2 separate regions of the Mus musculus genome follow, and region 1 is linked to region 2. A link is a contact called in public promoter capture Hi-C data. All regions are on one chromosome and are shown on one strand. The core of a region is the stretch at or near the end of the contact, and the rest is flanking DNA. Distances in the headings are between cores, read along the strand shown. Region 1 overlaps Iqsec1 (IQ motif and Sec7 domain 1). Region 2 has its middle 24 kb from the start of Klf15.

Region 1 (6,171 bases), core at 745-3,244, 220 kb after region 2:
GAGACTGTGGCTAAGAAAGAAAATGAAAGATTGGGTGGGAGTCTAGGTATTGGACATCAGGCAGGGCAATGGTTCTGACATCGACACAGGGGACAGAGGCAGGAGGAGGGTGTTAGGAGGAGCTGCCAGAAGCATGGCTCTGAGCAGGGCTGGGCTCCCTTAGGTCTGTCAGCTGCCCACTCCTCCATACCACAACAATCCACAGCCTGAACCCTGCACTGGGCAGCTCAGGATCACTTTGGCCCATGCTTGTGATACAGAGTGGGGTCTAGGACTCATGGCTTCTGTGGTCAAAGGCATCCAGTGCACTTGGGAAACCTTGGGACTACTCTAGCACAACCCAACTACCACCTTCATGAGGATGCTGGCCTATCTCCAGTTTCACAGCTTTAATGACTTGCTACTGGTCCCAGCTGGAGACAGATACACTGCAGCCCTGCTCCAGCCCACAGCGTGTGGCATTCTCTGACTGCTCACACCAGACTGCCAGAAGCCACCTTTATATATGTAGAAAAATATGGGTCTCCAAACAATGGGCTTTTCAGAGCAGTGGCTATTTTTAGAGCTCTGCTTACCGAACTAACACTCAGCATTTCCCCAACTTGTCAGCTGCTGCCCAGAACCAGGCAGGCAGCAGGCGGCAGGAGGAGCAGAGGTCAGGATCTGGGGGCTTCTTGAGCCATTTGGGGGCCATTCTGGTGTGCAGGCACAGATGTCAGTTTGGGGTTGCCCCAGGCTAACAGGAGGCATGGCTAGCAGCCTGCCCATGTGCCCCACCCAGTTCAGCATGGAACCTGCCCTTCTGACAACTGTTCCTTTGTCCACTGTGTTCTGGGTTGGAGTTGTATATCCAGGATTGAATACCAGCTTTTTCTGAGCCTCAGTTTCCCTTCCTCATGTGAGGCAATACTGCCCCTCTGTAACAACACAGAGGAGTTGGTGAGAGTGTCTGGGAGCCCAGAGGGCAGGCTAAGCAGGAACTGTTTCCTCAGTGACCTGGGCAGCTGACCTCACTGTCTGTTCATCAGTCCATCACCACAGGGAAGGAAGAAAGGGCTCCATGTCCCTTGACCCAGACCCCGCAGCTAGGCTCTCACAGTGTCCTGTCCTGTCAACAACATGTTCTAGAAGGCTGGTCATCCTTCCGGCCTCTGAGCCAGCCCTCCCTCCCACTGTAGGCAGGAGTGGTGGGTACATGGGGTGGGACAGTGAGGCAGAGTGGACTGTCCCCTGGCTCTGATTGAGTGGCTTGCTCCCATAGAGCTCTGAGGATCAACCTAGGCTTTGAGCCAGCCCCAGACAATGAAACCATCTACAACCCCATCAAAAGGAACACAAGGGTCTGGCTATGCACAAACAGTCCCTAACCCAGGGAGAGGGAAGGTCTGGCACCCATGTGAACAATGCAGGTGTCTTGGGAGCCTAGCCATGAGCCCCTATCAGCAGCACACAGGAGTGAGAAAAGTAACACCTACAGTTACCATGCTTGGTCTCTCCCCAGGAGAGCATCATTAGAGGGCAGAGGTATCCATCTGCTCACAAGGCAACCCCAGTACCCAAATAGGGCTGGTCACAGCAGGTGAAATAGCTAAATGATGCTGATAGTGAAGGACTTGAATAAGTGGGACCAGCTCTTTTGACCCAGAATCCAGTGAACAGGCAGGGTCAAAGTCACACAGAGGTCAGAAAGGACAAGGATATGGTCTGGTGCTGTCTCCCTCCACCACCCACTGTCTCTCATGGGTGAGAGGCCTGTAAGAGGGAGGCAAGCCTATGTGTGGAAATGCCATAGACTCCACATAGGCATAAACTCATCACATCATAGCATACTTCTTGGGGCTCAACTCACCAGGTATGGAGGACAATGCAGAAGCACCCTTTTGGACACACTGGGATCAGCTTCAGGGCCACTTCTCACAAACCCAGGATGCCTCTAGAAGCTATGCCTTGGCAGGCCAGACAAAGGCAATAGGAGCAGAGTTCCTGCCTGACACAGGCTGGCAACCCACACCCTCACTCGGGAAGAAAGCCAGCTGGCAAAGGGGACAGGAGGCTCTGGGGGTGGGGGGTGGGGGCAGAAGCAAACACCCTGCAATCAAGCCCAGCCAGACCTCAGTCTGGCAAGGTGTCATTCACACAGTCACCACTATCATTCTGCAGAACACCCCATCATGCCTGAGGATGCTGCCCCACATCCCAAGACAAGAGTTCCAAACAGGTCTAAACTCAGGAAAGCTTACATTAATGGCCCACTGTGGGCAGCCTTTCCAGAGCTTCTAGACCAAGGCAAGGATAAGGGTAAGATCGATCCACCTGGCTAGGAGGCTGGGCAGTCCCTGCTCATAGGAAGGCTCTGAGAGCACAGGGCTCTTATTCCAGCACAGATTGGCAGTATGATGTGTGGTTTCCCACAATGTTTTGTACTAAAAATTAGAATAAACTAGGCATGGTGCTACAATGCCTATATCTCAGCACTTGGGAGTCTGAAGCAGAAGGACCACAAGTTCAAGGCCAGCCTGGGCAAAAACAGTGAGCTCTTGTCTCAAAACCAACCAACCAACCAACCAACCAATGGGTGAACCAAATAAACAAAGGAAAACAAAGAGTAAGTTGGCACTACTTTAACATCCAGAGATTGGATACAATTCTGACTTCTGAGAGGGGACAACCGCTAAGAACCCAGCCACCTGGGCCTACAACCCAGGGGTAGAAACCACAGCAAGCTCTAGAGCGCTTATACTTATCTCTGCCACAGTGCCCACCGATCTCATCACTTACACAGCCTTCAACTCCTCTCACACATGCCCTTCCTGTCTGTTGAGGAGATCTGTATATGGCTGAAATTCAAGGCCCACTCCTCATTCCCAAGAAGCCTCATTTAGAAGGCAGAGTCACCAGGGAATGGCTCTACAGGAACGGTGGGGAGCTGAGGCCTTGCCCTCGGTGGGTCCTCATCAGACTCCACAAAGGTCACCTCATTATACTGACCACAGCCCATTCATAGTAGGTCATGAGAACCACCATGCCTCTGTCAGGACAGAATGTAAGAAGTCACCAGATGGCAGTATTTACTTCAAACCATCAGGGTGTCTTGCCCTGTCCACTGAGAATGCCAGCCCTGGTTTAGGATGACATCTCATGGATGGAGAGGTACCCAGGGCTGAGCTGGTGAAGTGCTGCATAACCCGAGGCAAGTGACCACACCTCTCTGTGCTCATGTTGACTAGTGCCCCTAACTACTGGGAACATGCAGTCAAGACAAGCCTTGCAAATAAATAAAAAGAAAAAAAAAAAAAAAAAAAAAAGACAAGCCTTGCCAACAATAGTTCACACACTGGGCTATCCAGCCCTAGGCCACTGACTAGAGAAGGGTTTATCCTAGGGCTCTGTTCCACTTGTCCAGGAGAGAAAGGGGACACGACATGTCCAGGAGAGAAAGGGGACACGACAAATGCTCCCATGCCGCCGCCCAGCTGCACCCTTGATGCCTCTGGAGCCAGACACATCTTGGAGAGCTGGGAAGGCTCTGTTCACTCCAAATCACTCCTTGCTGGGTCCAGGAGCAAAGTTCCCCATAGTTGCCTCTATGTTCTTATCTAGCTTTCCCCCTTTCCTCTCTTCTTGCTTTCATGGACCACTCCCTGCAGTCCGCCCTCTGCCAACTTACCCCAGCTAGCAGGGCGGCTCTTGTTGGTTTTGAATGCACAAAGATGACCAGAAGCTTCCGACCCTGGGGCTTGCTCGGAAAGATTTTTCAGAATACACATACACACACAGAGCCAAAAAATCTTCCCGGCTGAGCCAAATTAAATACAGAGTCCTCTAGTTATTTCCATACGCGCAAAATGGACTTAAATAAAGCAGCTCTCTGTGGTAGGCTCCAGCAGACAGGGCCAGGCTGGGTCCAGGGACACCCCAGGAAGGCCGGGGGGAGGCACAGGCTGGGCATGCAGCCCTGGGGAGTATGGGCTGCGCCAGGGAGAAAGAGGCCTGTGTGACAGGCAGCCTCTTAGCCTACCCTGCCGCCAGGAGTACACAAATAGATGGCAGAAGTGGGCAGAAAGCTCAGTAAACTACTCCTGCCCCACCTGACACATGGGCAGTTCACCATAGTTAGTTAGAACTGATACACAGTGACCTCCAGCACCTACAAGGAGGAGTACCTGGATACTGGAATTGGTAAACTTCTAAAGACATGTTGGTTGTCTTTCTTCCCATTTTGTGGAGGAAGAAACCATGATACAGAGAAGTAAAAACATAACCAAGGCCATAGGCTTTGCAGAAGAAAGGGAGACTGTGTCAACTGGGATGTAAACCACCTCAAGATGAGGCTACCCCTTGTTCCCTGCCTAAGTCACCTGAGTCCCTCTGGGGCCAGCCCACTACTGCATGCCACTCAGGGCAGAGCAGCCAGCAGAACCTTATACTGCATTTTCAGTCCCCTGAGATCCTCACGTGACTGCAAGTCCTGGACACCGCCCATGACTCTCCACGTCACTGGTACACAAGGCCCTCTCCCAGTGACTGCATACTCTTCAGGCAGGGATTATGACCACAGACTGGGGTCTCTGTGGGCCTGTACTTCTCAGCCATAAAGTAGGAATGCCAGTCAGGTGCAGTGGCACATGCCTTTAATTCCAGCACTTAGGAGGCAGAGGCAGGTGGACTGTACACATGTCGGTGACTGCAAGGCCGGCCTGTTCAACACAGTGAGCTCCAGGACAGCCAGAGCTATGCAATAAGACCCTATCTCCAAAACAAAACAAAACAAAACAAAACAAAACAAAACAACGTGGGAATGACCACACAGGGCTTAAAGATGACAGATCCACAATCCTTAACTGGGTCCTGGAGGCCTTGAGGTGCTTCTAGGAGTCTTGTCCTTGCATCACACCCTGGCAATAGGTGAGAGGTGATGAACAGGCGGAGGGCCAAGGAGGGGATCACCCTGTGGAAGCAGCAGCATCCACACCCAGGGTGGAGGTGGAAGTCTGACCTAAGAATGCTCTCTGTACTGAGACAGAGACAGAGGCAATTTGGGTCTTTTCTAACCAAACTTGATTGAGTCCTGTCTCTTATGTGCCAAGAACTGTGGTAGGCATCAAGGTTAGTCATGAGACATTTATAATAATGACAACAACTAACATCTGCACACCTACTATGTGTCAGTCTCATTATTAGGGACCCATTACTATATCCTAGGCTCCAAACACAGCACTGAGAGCTAGCCAACTCCCAAAAGTGCAGGTCAAGGGAGGTGTCAAGAGAGCCTTAGTAGGACAAACTCAGACAGTGAGGAGCAGTAAAGTTGGAAAAGGGACAGAAAAATTCTCCAGGGAGAAGTGTGGTGTTAGCTACTGAAGTTGGGCCTGGGATGAAGTGGAACAAGAAACTATGGATAAAGGAGAAAGGGGCTGAGCTAAGGACTCTGACACTGAATGGCAGCATGTCAAAGGAAACAGTGGGCTAAGCTAAAGAAAACAAGGGGAGAGAGGCAAAAGTCACAGCCTGACTCACAGCATGCTACACTCATCTGAGAACCAGAGTGAACAGATCTCATGGGAGAGGCCAAGAGCCCATTTCTATGGCCTCACTCTCTGAGGTCCTAAGGTGACAGAGAAACTAGTCTTATACACAACTGATGAGTGAGCCCCAGCACAGCCTCTTCCAAACATCAGGCATCCCAAATGGTATCAGTGTATTACTAACTGGGAGCCAGCCCAAGCCCAAAATTCTTAGAATAGCCAGCATGGCCAGGGGCTGTACAAAACACCCACCACAAGGACAGCATATCTCCAAGGCCAGGATAAGGGTGACCATGAGACAGGTCCCAGATTCAAAATCAGAGGGATTTGCTTGAAAATAGTAGATAGTAATAAAATGAGATACTCATGGGATTCACTAATTCTCTACTTCTGTGGGCATTTGAAATTTTCTGTAATGGGCTTGGAGATATGGCTCAGCAGTTAATACTTGCTGTTCCTACAGAAGAAATGAGTTTGATTTCTAGCACCCACATGGAAACTTACAAAACCAGTTCTAAGAAAACCAATGCCCTTTTCTGGCCTCCTTGGGTACTTGATACACATATACTGCATATACGTACATGCAGGCAAACACTTATATACACATAAAAATAAATATTTTTTAAAAGAAAAATTTCCTATAAAA
Region 2 (6,509 bases), core at 3,148-5,647:
GTGGAGGGCTTAGTCTTTCACAGAGGGAGATTTCTGTCCACAGGGAAGGAAGGCACCAGGGGTTAAAGCCATGCGTGGAGATCTCTTCAGACTCCCACAGCCCTGAAGCCTTGGCTGCATTGACTCAGCAGTAAGCTCGTTTCTCTTTACTTCTAGAGTCTTCCACATTTTATTACATTGTTCCCTTTAGTGTGCATGACTGGAGCATGTGCCCTGTGCATTGGTGGAGGTCAGAAGACAGCGTACGCGAGTGAGTTCCCTGCTTCCTTCGTGTGGAACCAAGGACTGAACTTGGGTGATCGGGCTTGGAACTTGGCTGGCTTTGAACTCACACAGATCTACCTACCTCTGCCTCCCAAGTCCTGGGACTAACGGCATTTACTCCCATACCTGGCTCATTTAAAGGGACTTTATTCACACAGTATGATTACTGACCATGATAGAGCCAACTCAGAAATCTGAAATTATAGGGTACTTAGAAGATGCACACACACATTTGAGAAATAAATCACACATTTTCTTTCCCCCTTCTGTTTTATTTGTCTGTGTTCCACGTGTGTGCAGTGCCCGTGGAGGTGCAAAGAGGGCATCGGATCCCCTGAGTTACTGACAGTTGTGGATCACCATGTGGGTGCTAAGAGCTGAATCTCAATCCTCTGCAAGAGCAGCCCCATAGCTCTTATGGCTGATCTGTCTCTTCAGCCCCACAATACACTTTCAATAATTCTCTGATCCAAGCAAAACATTAAGAAGGGGAAAATTAAGTCTTTTAAACTCAACTAAATGAAACCACATGAAACGTTATGGCTTGTTAGTAGAGGAAATTGATAGAGTTAAATGCTTACACTGGAATTGGAGAAATGGGCTCATATTAATGTTCTCACCTTTCACCTTAAGAACGTGTTGGTTGGGTGGGGGGGGGGTGGTAAATGAAGTCTGAGGAACTCTGAAGAAAGGAAGCAATAAAGCCCTCACTGGAAATCGTCACAGTGGAAGCAGGGACTTTGTGTGTGACTTTGTCCTTATCTCCTCTTCTAAGGACACCAGTCAGATTGGATTAGGATTGGGTGTATGTATGACACAATTTGACCTGTTGGTCGGTGGGTGGAGACTGCCTTCTATGTCTAGCTGGGTTCTTGTCCACCCTCCCTCCATTAATGGAGTGAACAGACAGTGGAGTAAAATTCTAAGACCCTTTGTGCCAGCAGGATGCCAGCTGAGATTCTATGAGTACCAGCTCTAAGGCCAGGGCAGGTTTGGGGGTGCCTAGGTGAGAGGTTGCTGATGCTACACTCCCCTGTGTTCTTGGCAGGCTTCAGGATGCCATCTTAGTGCAGTTCCTTGGAAATTATATCAGCAGGTCACCCATAGGAATAGCAGAAGCAGGTCTCTCATCTCCAGCAAGTCTCTGGTAGCTGGGGTAAGAGAATTGCCTGCAGCTCTATTTGCATCCCAGTGACTGGGTCCAGTGAGCTTGCTGCCCTGGGCTGAAGCCTCGGGTGTAGAAAGCCTTTGAGTCTGTCTCTGAAGACTCTTGAAGCAGAAACCATCAGGGAACTGGCAAAGCCAGGAAGCAAGATCTGAAGTCTTCCTTCCTAGGCAAAAATGGCTTGGATCCTCAGGATGGCCAAATTTATTGAGAAGCAGTTGAGCTGCGATTGGCTGAACGTGGGTTTATAAATAGGGTGGAAGATGGGGCCAAGGAGAGAAGAGCCTTACAACGGTCTGTTTCTGGCTGTTCTGTGTTGCTAGGGTAATCTTTCAGGCTTGGTCAAACTTGAGGCTGGGCTTGTCAAAAGCTGAAGCTTCCCCAAAGCTAGGGTTTTGTTTCTTCCACAGCTGCTGCCCACGGACAGCTACCAGCAGCCAGCTCTTCACCCCGGGGACTTGAACTTCAGCGTCTGATAATCCTACAGCAGGTAGGAAGCTCTGAATCAGGTGTGCCCCCCCCCAGCCCCTATTAATGGCCCCTATAAAAGAACCCAGCTAAAAATATAAGACAAGTTCTATGTTCTATGGTCCTGTGGTCACAGCCTCAACATACACTTCAACCAAAACTCCAAAGGTGTGACCCCTGGGACCCCTGCTGGCTTTTGTAATGGTTAGCTTAACCCACTGGACCATCTCAAGAACACTGAAGGATCGATCCACTGGCATCACGGGAAGCTGGTTGGCTGTGTCTGCTGCAGCTCGGTGTCATTCATGTGCCCGGCAGCACCTGAGCGCCCGGAAGATTGGAGGCTGCAGGAATCTTGTGAATAAAGGTGTCCTCATTCACTTCTGACCACTGACATGAGGTCCACAACACCGCCACAGCACCCGACCGAGTGGCTGCTTGGCATGGACTAACATGGCTTCTGTTGTGTTACAACCCTGAGTGTTGCCAGACACCTGAGGGAAAGCGCACAGGGATGGTGACCTGGGACAGCTCAGACAAACAGGGGCAGTCTCTTCTACTGTGTTCTGGTCACTAAGCTTCACCCATGTTCAAAGGAAGTAATGACAAGCCCACCCTAATTCCACTGCAGGAGGAGTTTGGGGGGCGTGGCGGGGCGGGGGCGCATGTTACACTGAGCATCTTAGGACAGGCATCCGTGTCCATCCTCCTCCTTCCTCGGAATTCACCTGGACTCTGTAAAGAGATGTGCCGTGATGAAGAACAGCTGTCACTAATAACCCCTCAGGGTGTGTTCTATCAGGTAACTATCCAAATTATCCAAAACAGATGCTCTTAACTGCAAACTTCGTCTTCATCCTGAAACCTTTGCTTTTGCCAACACTGAGGTCACAGAGCTTATTTTGAGCATGGCACGAAATGCCAATATCCGTACCACTGTGAACCCCAAGTCACCTCCAAGTCATCACAGGCGGCCCTCAGTTCATTCATCCGGGAGTCCAGAGGAGCTCACCTAAGGTTCACAGGAGCTGCATTCTGCAGGGTCCTGCTCGTGACCACGCCCACTTGTGCACCTAAATAAACTCCGGGAGGAGACCGCCCACTTCCAACTGCTTCCTTTGGCTTCTCTGTGTGCAACCAAGTTGTAGAACTGAGAAAGCCAGAAGGACATGGAGAGGGAGCCCCCAATTTCAGCTGCCCTGGAGGATCTCTGATCACACCGGAAGCTGTCCAGGATGCCAGCATGAGATGCCTGGGTAAGTAGTCTCGGGGGGAGGGGGGCAGAGCGCCCACTTCCGTAGGGCTCCTCCCTTACCCACCCCCATTTGCCCTTTTTGAATCAAGGGCTTTTGGGATCTTAGCTTGTTTTGTACTGGGGTTTGTGAAATTGGGTTTGGGGATCAAAGTTAATGTTTGCATGCAAGCTTGATAGAGATCAGTTCTGGAAACAATTGATTGTTGGTAATTTGTCCTGTGTGTGTGTGTGTGTGTGTGTGTGTGTTCAAATAATGATCAAATAACCAAAACCATAACATTTTTTGTACAAACCACTTTCCCACAACTGTTTACTGAGTATTTGGCCAAGTTTATATATGCCCACTCTGTGCATGTGGTGCCAGAAGAGCCCATCAGATCCTCTGGAGCTGGAGCTAACGATGACTGAGCCATCCAATGTGGGGTCTGGGGACCAGGCTCAGGTCCTCCACAGGAGCAGTGTGGGCTCTTAACTATCTTAACCACCAAGCCATCTCTCTATCCTTTTCTAAACCCCCTTGCTGGACATGAATTATAGTGTCCCCTCTCATTCTGTGGGTCTTTCATGGCCTTGATTGTTCGTCTTCTGGGGGAAAGATTTGGTTCCATATGTTCACATATCCTACAATGACCTTGTCCATCTTCCTCCCCAGCTGTGCCTCCACCCCCAGTTCCTAGAAATTCTACTTATTCATAAGTTTCCATGCATAAGAGGAAACATACCAAATGTGTCCTTGTATCTGGATTATTTTGCTTATCATGTCCTTTCCAGTTCTTGCTTTTCCTGCAAGTGAATATTGCATTCTTTTTTGTGGCTGACTGCACTGATTGCTCTCAGCAGCCAGAATACTTAAGAGAGGAACTTAACTGATGAAGGGTTCTGTGTGGCTCAGAGGATTCAGTCCATCATAGCAGGGAAGTGGGACAAAGCAACTCAAATCATGGTGGACCGGAAGCAGAGGAAGGAAGGGATTTCAGACCTGGTATGACCTTGCAAGGCATACATAAGTGACCCACATCTTCCAGCTAGGTTCCAGAATTCTTAAAGCCCCTCAAGAAAATGCCACCAGCTGGAGACTAAGTCTTTATAACATGAGCCTGTAGGGAGGTGTTTCATATTTGTGCTGGTTAGGTTTTTTGTTTGTCAACTTGAGGCAGCTAAGGTCATCTGGATGAAGAGAGAACCTGGAATGAGAAAATGCCCTCACCAGATTTGCCTGCAGACACATCTGTGTGGGCATTTTTTGATTACTGATTGATGTGGGAGGAGCAACCATGGGCAGTGCCGTTCCTGGACAGGTGGTTCTAGGTACTATAAGCAGGCTGAGCAAGCCTCCAGGTCTCTGCCCTGATTTCCCTAGGTAACAAACTTTGCCTGAACTGAAGAATTGAAACAAATTTATCTCCAAGTTGCTTTTGGTCAGTTTTTATCATAGCCATGGAACGCAAATCAGGACAATATTGAAAGCATAGCACTGGACAGAACTCCATTGTCTAAATAGAGCTTATCTTCATTTTTATCCATCTCTGTGCAGGTGCCTCTTCTCATTCCATAACTTAGCTACATAAGTAGAACACCAATACACATGGATACAAAGGCATCTCTTATATGCCGACCTCATTTCCTCTGGATAAATATCCAGAAGTGGGAGAGCCAAATCATATGATGGTTTTATTTTCAGTCTTTTGAGGGGTTTCCATATGGTTTTTCATAAAAACTATGTTCTACTTTACATTCCTGCCAGTGATGAATTGAGGAAGGATTCCTTTTGGTCCAGAATCTCATGGTAATTTTGATTTGTGTTTTCCTGATGGTGAGTGATACTGAGCCTGCTTGTATGTATTGGCCACCTGAATTTCATATTCTCAGAACAACTACCTCTCTGTCTGTGTGTCTGTCTCTGTGCATATGTGTATGACATAATTTCACTATGTAACACAGGCTGGCCTAGAACTCACAATCTTCTTGTGCCAACTTCCTGAACTGGAATTACACCGCACCTGGCAATTTGCCCATTTGTAACTGACTTACCTGTTTTGTTGTTAATGAGTTTTTGTAGTTCTTTATATATTCTATATATCAATGCTCCATCCTATGAGTATCTTGCAACCATCAGCTCTCTATGTTCTATCTCTTTATTGATTATTTCCTTGGATTTGAAGAAACTCTTTAATATAATCTGATTTGTCAGTTCTTGTTTTTGTTTTCTGTGTTTTTGAAACCCTTCTCAGAAAACTGTTGCTATGTCAATATTTTGAAGACTTTTCTCTTTGGTTTTCCCTGGTAGTTTTAGACAATGGGGTCTTACATTAATGTCTTTGTTCCATTTTGAGTTTACGTTGGCTTAGGGTAAGACATGGGGATCTGATTTCAACCTTGTGCATGTGGGTAGCCCGCAGCCCCAGTGCCTTGTATATGTACTTTTCTCTCTCTCCTCTTTTTTCCTTTCTTTCTTTCTTTCTTTCTTTCTTTCTTGTTTGTTTGTTTGTTTGTGTCTTTTTTTGAGATAGGGTTTCTCTGTGTGCATCCCTGGTTATCTTAGAACTTGCTCTGTAGAGCAGGCTGGCCTCAAACCCACAGGTCCACCTGCCTCTGCCTCTGCCTCTGCCTCTGCCTCTGCCTCTGCCTCTGCCTCTGCCTCTGCCTCTGCCTCTGCCTCTGCCTCTGCCTCTGCCTCTGCCTCTGCCTCTGCCTCTGCCTCTGCCTCCTGAGTGCTAGGATTAAAGGCATATGCCATCACTGTCCAGTGGTCTGTACTTTTCTTGTTTTGTTATGCCCTTGCCAAGTTGTGGTAACAGGGCAGAAGGAAGGCTCCTTTTGCAGAATAATTTTAGAAGTATTGTTGATAGCTTTTCTGCAAAATCCAGCAATGATAACATTGGGTCTGGGCTTTTCTTTGTTCACATAAATTCCAAGAGCTTTTAGTGATTATTTTAGAAAGTTGTATATTAATAAGATATAAAATTTAGAAGAAATGGACAAAATTCCGGGCATGTGCAATATAGCAAAGTTGAACCAAGAGGATTAAAAACCTTATACATGTCAATATCAAACAATGAGATCCAGTCCATCCATTATCTGGTTCAGTACTGTCTGCCTTCATAGACAATGTTCAGACTCTTCAGATGGCATCTCTTGTGTTTTCAGGACTTTGAAGATTAGAGAATCTGTTGGCTTCCTGTACGCCGAGATAATCAACTGATAAAGGGTTTAACTTGGCTCTTGATTTCAGAAGTTTCAGGCCATGATCAGCTGGTCTCATTGCAGAACAGGTCATCATGGCAAGGGCTGGCACTCTTGCCAGGAAATGAAAGAGGGGAAGAGGCCAGGGTCCCTCAGTCTCCTTCAAGGACTCGC

The links. Promoter capture Hi-C pulls out the DNA fragments that hold promoters and counts their contacts.
Region 1: a promoter capture Hi-C map of liver shows a contact between it and region 2, with 2.2 times the contacts expected there. The contact joins two enhancer-like sites. A contact is called at or near these places in 1 of 39 promoter capture datasets (liver), 1 of 484 Hi-C or Micro-C datasets (myocytes) and 1 of 9 other capture datasets (adipose tissue).

The regions. Positions count from the first base shown.
Region 1 is chr6:90,702,852-90,709,022 of GRCm38.p6, forward strand. The region is part of intron 1 of Iqsec1 (IQ motif and Sec7 domain 1); the gene reads right to left. Among named protein-coding and RNA genes, the nearest start is that of Slc41a3, 100 kb to the left of the region's middle. Within about 2 kb of position 1,995, at least 110 of the 459 cell types and tissues checked have an H3K27ac peak or open chromatin away from gene starts, as enhancers often do. A contact at or near this core is called in liver, where this site is marked.
Region 2 is chr6:90,483,379-90,489,887 of GRCm38.p6, forward strand. It overlaps a transcript of Klf15 not described here. Among named protein-coding and RNA genes, the nearest start is that of Klf15, 24 kb to the left of the region's middle. Within about 2 kb of position 4,398, at least 4 of the 459 cell types and tissues checked have an H3K27ac peak or open chromatin away from gene starts, as enhancers often do. A contact at or near this core is called in liver, where this site is marked.